2 separate regions of the Mus musculus genome follow, and region 1 is linked to region 2. A link is a contact called in public Micro-C data. All regions are on one chromosome and are shown on one strand. The core of a region is the stretch at or near the end of the contact, and the rest is flanking DNA. Distances in the headings are between cores, read along the strand shown.

Region 1 (4,625 bases), core at 1,292-3,791, 250 kb after region 2:
AATTACAAGTACATTAATATTTAATTAACTTACTCCACAGGTACAAATATAGACACGGAATTGCCAAAGTATTTCTTACATTTGAATTGTATTTGTGTTCAATCCCACTTGTTAAGTAAACTTGAAAACATTGTGGTGGGCTTTAATTTTATTCCTGTTACAGCTTTCATCTGGAAAACGACCCAAAGACAGGTATAAGGCTTTGTCTCTAGGGTGTGGCTTCTGGGGAACAGAAGAACCTTCAATAAGTGTGGCCTTTTGGGGGGTGCTCAGATCATTAACTGAAGTGACTTAGAAGAGACTACCAGAGCCAGGACCATTCTTTTTCCTCTTCCTTTTTAATATGAGGGGTTTTGATTTGTCATACATTCCCACCATGACACAAAGCCTTTCCATAGGCTCAAAGTATCAGGATCTAAGAGCCATAGAACAACTTCTCAAATGTATTAATCAAAATGGTCATTTCTTTATAAGAGGATAAATCGACTATCTGAAATATTTTCATATGGCAATAGAAATGTAGTGAGAAATATTTGGAACATTTGATGGTTGGTTTTAAAAGAAACTTCCCAAAGAGGAATGTAACATGGGTATGTTTGCTTGTGCTGATAAGAAGTTAATTCTTTGCTCTGGAAAAATTGTAAAGGTGCCTGTAGGACATTACAGACACCTGCAAGACATCCATAGTCACCATGGGCTAATGAGAAACCTGAATTCATAAAGTTGTTTTAAAAAGTTTGCCAGACAGTCTTTTGAGGAGAGGGCCTATTGTATCTAGCCTACCCAGGTCTGCCGCAGGAATTCTTTTACTGGAATTTATTTTCCATCATTCAACTGTTGTATACTGAACTGCTGCAGCTGTTGTTCAAATGGGCCCAGGTACAGTTCATGCTGGTAGCAAACACTGGCATGTTCCAGCTGATGCTGGTTTTGTTGGCATGGAGAATCCAAGAATTATGGTATCATACGGCCTTCCACTGAGTTTTCAAATGAAAGCCTAGGAGACCAGGAGAGTGCTGTCTTTCAGAGTTCCTGCAAGCTGTCCCCAAATGGACAACATGCGGTGTTGTAGAAGTAAAGTTGAGGCTGTAGTGCAGACATCCTGGATGCAGAGGTGTAGGCAACATGAACTGCTCATCAGGACAAGCTGTGTCTAGCAAAACAAGCCAGCCTGACTACGTAGGGTGCAATCACCATGATCATTAAGGCAAGGTTGATTAAACTTTAGGGAGCCCAGTTTCATGCAAAACCATGCCCCTTGTAGTGGGCATTGTCACCTTGGTGGTAGAAACCACTAGAAGGTCTTTCTGTGGATCAGCATTCCTTTACTTTGCCTATTAGTCCCTCCTACAATGGTTGTCTTTAGTTTGTGGTTACCCTGTCATTATCATCTTGAATGTTTGCTATATGTATTTTAAGTGTTTTACAGAAGTCCACAGATAAATACTGTCGGGCCTTCTGATTTGGATTTTTAAGAATATTGGAATAGTTGGGACTATAGGGACTGTTACTGTGGAAAAGAAATTTTCCATGGTGAAATGGGCATAGGAGCTGGGGCCCCACATGTTTTCCCAATTTGTTTCCTGGCTCATGAAGTAAGGCACTTTGCCCTCTTATATTCTCCTGCTATGATTTTTCTATTGGCAGTGTCCTAAAGAAGTGGAGGAAGCTGTTCATGAATTGGGAAGTCCAAAACTCTGAGCCAAAACATGTTTTTAAATTGATTATGGCAGTTATATGTACTGAAACTTAACCACCACCATTCTTATCAAATGTGTTTAAATATTGGTTGTCTTCCTTTTTAATTTTTATAATGTTGACATATAAGCTAATAGATATTTTGACAGAAAGAAAAATAGAGACCTAATTCCATCTTTCTCTCAAGAAACCAACATTTTCTTTCTAATCTACCATATTTATGACCTCCAGAAAAGTTTAAATATCCACCTACCACATATTACACCATCTGACGAATTTGTATCTCATCTCTTTGACCTAAGAGCATCCATATCTATTATTGTACTAATGTTTTATAAAGTATAGCAAAATTATATACCTATGAAAAATTTGAAATTATGCATCTTACCTTTATAAAACATAGTATACTATATATTAGTTCAAAAACTTTATGTTTGATACCTTTTAATTGTGGTGGAATAAAATCATGCATGATTATCAAAGTCCTTTGTTGTCCAAGATATTATTTTACTGTGAAAAGGTGTTGTGGTAAATCTCCTTCCAAATATGCCCTGGCAATGAAAACACAACACAGTTACTATGATTACATGTTGTGCGTCTAGGTTGGGCAGATCTCCCGCTACACTACCATCTTCCACAGCTTATGAGACCCCTTAGAACTCCAGGCCTTGCGCTTCTGCTCCGCTTTTCTTCTTCTTCCTCCTCCTCCTCTGCATCCCCTCCCTCTACCATTTTCTCCTTCTTCTCTCTCCTTCTGCTCCAACTTCCCTTTATCTGCCCAGTCATCGGCTCTCCTTTATTTTACAAATTAAGGTGGGAATCAGGCTTACAGGAAACCTGAGTGCTGACTCATTCCTTGTTCACAAGCACTCAGAGAAGAAAGGAATTAAATATAACTAGCCCCAGAGCTATCCATGACAAAAAGGTGGTTTTCTTGGTGGTGGAATTTGGACCCTACTTTTTGATTCACTTTTTGTATATCTCAGAATTCCATATAATCACAGTGTAAGACCAAAAGGAACATTAGTGTATTCAGTCTGCATGGCAGCAAACTTTGTCCATTAGGAAAACTTTGAGATTTTGCAGTATTTGTGAGTAGATAATGTAGTGCAGTGGCTTTTGTATTGCAGTTGTATCAGTGATCTTTATCATCTTTCCCCCTTCATATTTCATTGCTTTTTTCTTTATGATGGTAATCTGAGAAGAAAGCTATGAGCACTTTGCAGGTAAACCACAGGGATTTTTTGAAGTAACATTTAAGCAGGTATATTTTCAGCTTGTTACATCAAATACTGTTTTCCTGTGAGCATTTGTTGTGAATTGATTAGTGATAATCCTAGGTTAAAGATATTTCTTCTTTGTGTAGCTTTATGCAACAGATGGCTAAATCCCTGTTGACAGCTAATTGACAAGGAGGGGAGGGGAGAGTGACAGCAATTACAGTGATGCATTGTGAGTATGCCCTTACCCACGTCCAGGTGAGATAGACTATTGCAAACAATCTCCCAAAAGACAGAAACAAAAGGACACAAAATTGTCTCACCAGAATTGGCTGATGAACTTGAACTTGTTAAATTATGCAACACGGAGGAGGATTCCTTACAAAATACGATGATACCCACAAGGGAAGAATGTACATTGAAAGGAAGCAAAAGAAAAAAAAAGTACGTAGAATTTTTTTTTGTACAAATTAATTTGTCTCATTAACAAATTAATAAAAACTATCTGTCAGGGTTCTCTATAGTCACAGAATTTATGGAATGTCTCTGTATATTAAGGGAATTTATTGTGATGACTTAAAGTCTGTAATCCAACTAACCCAACAATGAGCAAGTGAATGGGAAGTCAAAAATCCAGTAGTTACTCAGTCCATGAGACTAGCTGTTTGTTTCAGCTGGACTTTTGTGTGAGCTGGAGTCCTGCAGAGGTAGGTTCCAGCACATGTTCTGGCAAGTAAGAGCAAGCAGGCAAAGGAGAATGAGTCTTCTTTCTTTTCAGTGTCCTTGTGTAGGCCTCCAGCCAAAGGTGTAGCCCAGATTAAAGTGTGTACCAGCACACCTGGATCTGGGTCTTGCTTTGTCCCAGGCTGGCCTTGAACTCAGAGATCTGTTTGGCAGAGTTTCCTGGGATTAAAGGGATCTATTACCTTTCCTGGGCGTAAACTTTTCATGCCACTATGCCTAAAGATATATATGTCAAGAAGCCTGTGTCTTCTACCCTCAAGAACTGGATCACAGGATTGCCCTCCATTTCTGGATTGCAGTTCATTCCAGACGTAGTCAAGATGATAACCAGGAATAGCCATCACACTATCTCTAGCAGAATTTGCTACAATATGTTTAATATCACTGAATTATTAATTTTAGAAAAAAGCAACTTTCTCCATCCTCAATATCCAATACTTATAAATTTTAAACTTTCCTTTTTACAAAGTATAATTTAAAATCAATTCTTATTTAGTTGAAATAGAGAGATTATGAAGATAGCTTAGTCATTGAGAATTCTTGCTACTTTTTCGGAGTGCCAGAGTTCAGTTCCCAATATTCACATCGAAGTGAGAGTATTTACTATCACCTATTGGTCTTGTTCCAAGATATTTGCATCTCTTTTCTGGGCTCTGTGGTCACCCCACACAAGGTCCCATGCAGACTGGTACACGCACACGCACGCACACACACACACACACACACACACACACACACACACACACACAGACAATTCTGGGAGATAATGAATTAGTCTTTCCCAGAAATGAGCCCTCTTATTAGCTCACCAAAAGAGAGTTGTGGATATTGAAAACATATATACACATTCAAAATAAAAAAAAACACAGCAGGTTGTATTTGTGCATTTGTGTGTGTGTGTGTGTGTGTGTGTGTGTGTGTGTGTGTGTGTGTGTACATACTAATGATCAATAGAAAAGAGAG
Region 2 (4,990 bases), core at 1,575-4,074:
ATAAGAAAATTTTAAATAAATATGATGTGAACACAAAATATGCTTGGAAGAAAGAAAAAGACAGACTTTGAAAACCTTTAACGATTTCTTTTTAGAGTTAAATGTGATTGTCACAACTGATTGGAAATAAGCCAAACAACTTGTACTAAGCTATCAGTCAGTTTCATTGCTGGTTAAGGAAAAAAAACAGGTATAAATCATCACTACAAATAGTTACTTAGGATACATGTCAGTACTCAACAACCATGTCGGATACTACAGCAACAAGAAATATAAGAAACATACTTGTGTTCTTTTTATTCTTGGAAGATGCCCTAAAGCATTCACCATATACACACAGTTCTTTCAGCAAACACTGGGGGGCGGTGTGGCATAATTACTCTGGGGAGGGGGAGTCTAAGCAAATGTATTCTTCTAAGGATATATTTTTCCTGTCACCAAGACCTTTCCTAGGCATTGTGTTTCCAATCTCCCTTCAACTGCATAGCACTATGTTGAATTAAGCCTAATCAATACACCCCAGCCTTCCTTGGAATTGTTTTATTGTTTTATTTTTGCACCATAGTGAAAGTCAAAGACGTCTAATTACTATGCGATTAAAATAAGCTTAAAGTGGTCGTTTTTAAAAGGTAATTCACAGTGTTTCTGAAGATATATCTAAGAGCTACTGCTCTTGTTTAGCTTTGCAAAGTGCTGGTGTTTATCCTTAGAACTCAGGCAGGGTGCGAGGAGAGGGAGATACAAAATAAAAATTGATAAATGAATGTGTGAATGTGTGTTCACTATGCCATAGGCAGTTTCTGGTTATAAAGATTACAAGAATCAACTTCCAAAGCACATGCATTGGACCAATATTTCTAACCAGAGAGACATAAAGAAAGCTATGGCTATATAAGACTTTGTGGTTAAAGACAACTTAGCAAAACAGCCTTTACTTTGGCAAGACTGAGTCCTCTGTGGACTACAAACATATATGCTAAACAACCTATTTAGGGAAGACAAGAAAGGAACATTTTTGAATTTGAAGGTCTGACTAAAAAGATCTTCTCTTTGAATTTTTGAGCTGTTGGTCTCTCAAGGGAATGGTACATTTGGAATGAGACCAGACTGCAAAATCAGACTATATGTTATCTCCTTGAAGCTCTGGGAAATTAATAGCTCCTTGATCTGAACCTTTAAGCAAGTATCCCCAAAACAATATTCAGAGCATTCTTGTAATTGGTCTGGATTTGATTTTCTTTGAAATTCTGAATGATTCATGTTACATATTTTTATAGTAGTCATTCACAATTTATAAATGGCAACTTAACTTCAGTATTTATGAACTACAATCAATACTGTCGCAATCAAAATACTCACCTTCTCTATTTCAACGGATTGTTTTCCTTTGTCCCTCTTAACTCTGCTCCAGAACTGCTAGATCAGAACCAAAACTGATCGTAACTTGTGGATGTTTGTGAAAGCAGTTCAGACAAAAGCAAGCTTTGAGATTCTAAAGCTGGAGATGAGAAATTTAGAATGGGGGGGGGGAGGAGGAAGAGGAGGGAGAGGAAGAGGAGGAAGAAGAGAGAGAGACAAAGAGACAGAGAGAGAATATTTAAACAAACATCATTCAATCTGGTATAAGTTCTTGCCTAAGTTCAGCTTCTATGAATAGGAGACTTTATACATATTAGCAATGCTATTTGATTTGAAAAAAATATCAAATTGCTATTTGGAATTTTAGTAAGATGAACAGAAGTGAATTAGACACCAAAGCTAGGGACATTAAGGGACATTGGATTACCTTGAATGTGGGCTGTGATAGGAGATGGTTAAAAGGTAGAAGTCTAAACACTGTTCAACCAGATTTCAGTTTCATGGAGCTGCAAAACATGTCTTAAGAGAGGCTTGTTCCCTCCTTCGAGACACTGCCTCTCTCTCCACCGGCGTCTGCTTTTCTTCTGAAACACTTTCATAATCAAGTGACTTTCCTTGCATGGGTGCCTGGGGACAGCGGGGATTTCTCTGAGGATGAAGAAAGTTACATATTGATTACAGTTGCTTGCGGCGTGTTTGCTCCCGAGCTAGCTAGCACAGACAGATCTCTAACACTGCACTTTCCTGGCGTTCACCGAAATAAACATCCCACCGTGAGAAAACGCGTACATACACCACACACACACACACACACACACACACACACACGCTCTCTCTCTCTCTCTCTCTCTCTCTCTCTCTCTCTCTCTCTCTCTCTCTCTCTCTCGCTCTCTCTCGGGCGCGCGCACGCATGCGCGCGCACGCACCCACTCCGCACCTCCAGATGAGTGCACAAGGAGTCAGAAAATCCGCAACTCCCTTGGCCCAGTGTTTGTGTGTGTGTGTGTGTGTGTGTGTGTGTCTGTGTGTGTCTGTGTGTAAGCTGACGACGTGGGTTGGTGTGTGGACTAGAAGGCACCAGGAAGACCGCAGCTGCCTCTCTCTGCAAAGTATACGGTGATTCCCCACGCCTGGCTTTACATCCTATCCCCAGTTGAAATCAAATCACTGCCAAACTTTTCTCTTTCTAGAGGAAGACACCCTCTAAACACCAGGGCTACCACGGCTCAGCCCTGGGCGCCGCCGCCGAGACTTAGCGCGGGCTCTGCGGGCCTTGATGCTCTCCGGTCGGACTCAAGCTAGTCAATGACTCTAAAGAGCTGGGGCTGCTGGCCCCGCCCCCGCCTGCCGTTTCTCCGCCTCCCATTGGGCGTGGGCCGAGAAGGCAGGGTCTGGCTCCCCACGCCGATTGGCTGGCAGAGAATCAGTATCAATGTTTAAGCGGCGGCGTGAGGTGAATAGAGTCAGTCAGCAAGAGACGCTGGGGAGAGAATCCGGACTGCGAGCCCGGCGGCTGCCGCAGCGGAGGAGGGCGGCTCGGAGACGGTACTCCAACTGTTGAATTGAATTTTTCACCTTCCATTTCCTCCGCGTCTTGGCTGGCGGAGATGGATTTATTCGGTTTGAAACCTGCACGTCTTTCTCAGGCTTTGGGGTGATCCTGACAGGCACCGCACTAGACTGAAAGAGACCACTCGTGACAGAAAAAAAAAAAAGGAGGAATTAAAATTTAAAAAAAACCTCCACAACAGACTGCACAATTAGCTATGCACACCGATGCTGGACTTTGTGAACAGAGACCGTTGGGAGGAAAATCTTGAACTATGATCCTGGGCTAAGCTGTGAATCATTACTGGAAACGTGCCCCCACCCCTAAGACTGAGAGATTTGGGGGCATCTCACGCCTAACCAAGTGGAAAGGTTTTTTTTAAAAAACAAATAAATATTCGTAAGCAAAGCAGACGCCTTGTTTTGCAGAGCCTCGGACTCCGGCCGAAAGAGGTAGAGTAAAAGTGTTCCTGGATTCAGCTTTGCCTTCCTCCCCCCACGCTTTTTCTCGTTTTTCTTCCCCCACCCCCGACGTGATTCCGGCTTTTTTGTTGTTGTTGTTTGTTTTTTTTTTGTTTTTGTTTTTGTTTTTCCTATTGAGTGGTCAGAGAAAGCCTTAAGAAGAAGCCTCAACTAAGGACTGCGAAGGGAGGACCGTGAGGGGAGAGTGAATACGATTCGTTCCGCTGCTTCTGACTCATCCCGCAGATGAGAACACCTGCATTTCTGGATGTGTCATTCCCGTATACCGAGGCGCTGGGAGAAGCGGAAATAATGTGTAGATCAACCCGTGCCTAACCTCCCCTCGGAGGTGGAGGAGGTAGTTTCCCCGGGTGGGCGCCCTGGCAGAACCGCGGTGGCTGCAGCTCCTCACCCTCTCTGCCTTTCCCAAGTCGACCAGAGACCGTGTGTGAGCCAGACTGCAGAATGCATCACGCCAAGCCTTGATGTATTCCGTCGACTCTACTCCTCCAATTTAAAATAATAATAATAATAAGGGGGGAAAAAGCCTACACTGTTATTCTCTTCAAATATTCACCACTCTTGTTCCTCGCCAAGGTTTTCCTTTCTAGATGAAAAGGAGGCTGGGCCACTGGAAGGAGGTGCTGAATAGAAAGAAAAGAGAGCCACTTGACAGCCCAGCCCTGTGAATGCAGAGACTGTTTCCCTTCTAGCGAGAGACAGGGCAGTGTGTGTGTGTGTGTGTGTGTGTGTGTGTGTGTGTGTGTGCTAGGACTGGGAGGGTAGCTCCCTCCTCCTTTCTAGTCTGCCCTCCCCCCTCCCCCCCCCCCTCAAATCTGCACGTCTAACCATGAGTTGCCTGTTGATTTCCTTTCGCCTGGCAAGAAAAGCAAACTGGAATTAAACTGCAGGGAGAGAAGTCTTTGCTTGCTGGAAGAGGATGGGATGGTAGTGGCGGCTCCCGGATTGGCATAGAGACACACCAGAGTGTTCTACGAACAGAGGCGGAGATATATCTCTATATTTTTCTCCTCCCAATAGGCTCTCGGCGCAAATGCTGATCAGGCTGTGGCTTTCTTGATTTTGGGGGAGAACCCTCTCCGAGGAAGAGAGGGAGGAGCTTGGTAGGGGGAGGAAACTACAAATCGGGACACTTTTTTTTCCTCTGCATTTCCTCCCCTCCCTCTGGCTGCTCGGAAAGAAGAGAGAAAAAGAAGAGGGAGAGAGAAAAAAAGACTTGGCTCGGAGATGCAGTCCGCTGCCGCCGCCGCCTAAACCAGCAAGGCAAGATTAGATCTTTAAATGCAGCAATACACTGCCTGAAAGCCGAGCATCCTGCATAGCGAGCAGACATTTCTCCGTGTGCCAGGGCAGCCTCAAATATACATATGTATCTGTGACTCTTTCTTCGTCCCTATTCATTCCCATCAATCGCATCACCGAATAAGAGTAACTAAAGGATTCCACTTTCTGATCTGCCTGGAGACACACCTCCCGAAGCCCTCCCCCACCGGATTTGAAGAGTATTCTGTAGGCTGCCGGAGGGAGTGGATTTTGCAGCGCCTAGCGGGAGTGAGGAAAACCAAGCAATTCTTCAGCTCATTATCATCTCTTCCAGACT

The links. A called contact is a pair of places that touch in the nucleus more often than the background predicts.
Region 1: a contact with region 2 is called in a Micro-C map of embryonic stem cells, with 2.0 times the contacts expected there. The contact joins the enhancer-like site here to the promoter of Pcdh17 in region 2. A contact is called at or near these places in 2 of 39 promoter capture datasets (both in the C10 cell line), 3 of 484 Hi-C or Micro-C datasets (embryonic stem cells and myeloid progenitors), 1 of 115 datasets of contacts at active chromatin or transcription factors (neural progenitor cells) and 1 of 9 other capture datasets (adipose tissue).

What each region holds. Positions count from the first base shown.
Region 1 is chr14:84,688,475-84,693,099 of GRCm38.p6, forward strand. No RefSeq gene overlaps it. Among named protein-coding and RNA genes, the nearest start is that of 9630013A20Rik, 210 kb to the left of the region's middle. Within about 2 kb of position 2,542, at least 4 of the 459 cell types and tissues checked have an H3K27ac peak or open chromatin away from gene starts, as enhancers often do. A contact at or near this core is called in embryonic stem cells, where this site is marked.
Region 2 is chr14:84,440,739-84,445,728 of GRCm38.p6, forward strand. It overlaps Pcdh17 (protocadherin 17), which reads left to right and starts at 2,825. Exons shown (of 4, transcript NM_001013753.2): 1 at 2,825-4,990. Gm32498 (predicted gene, 32498) reads right to left here and starts at 2,666. Exons shown (of 4, transcript NR_168882.1): 1 at 1,787-2,666; 2 at 1,360-1,498.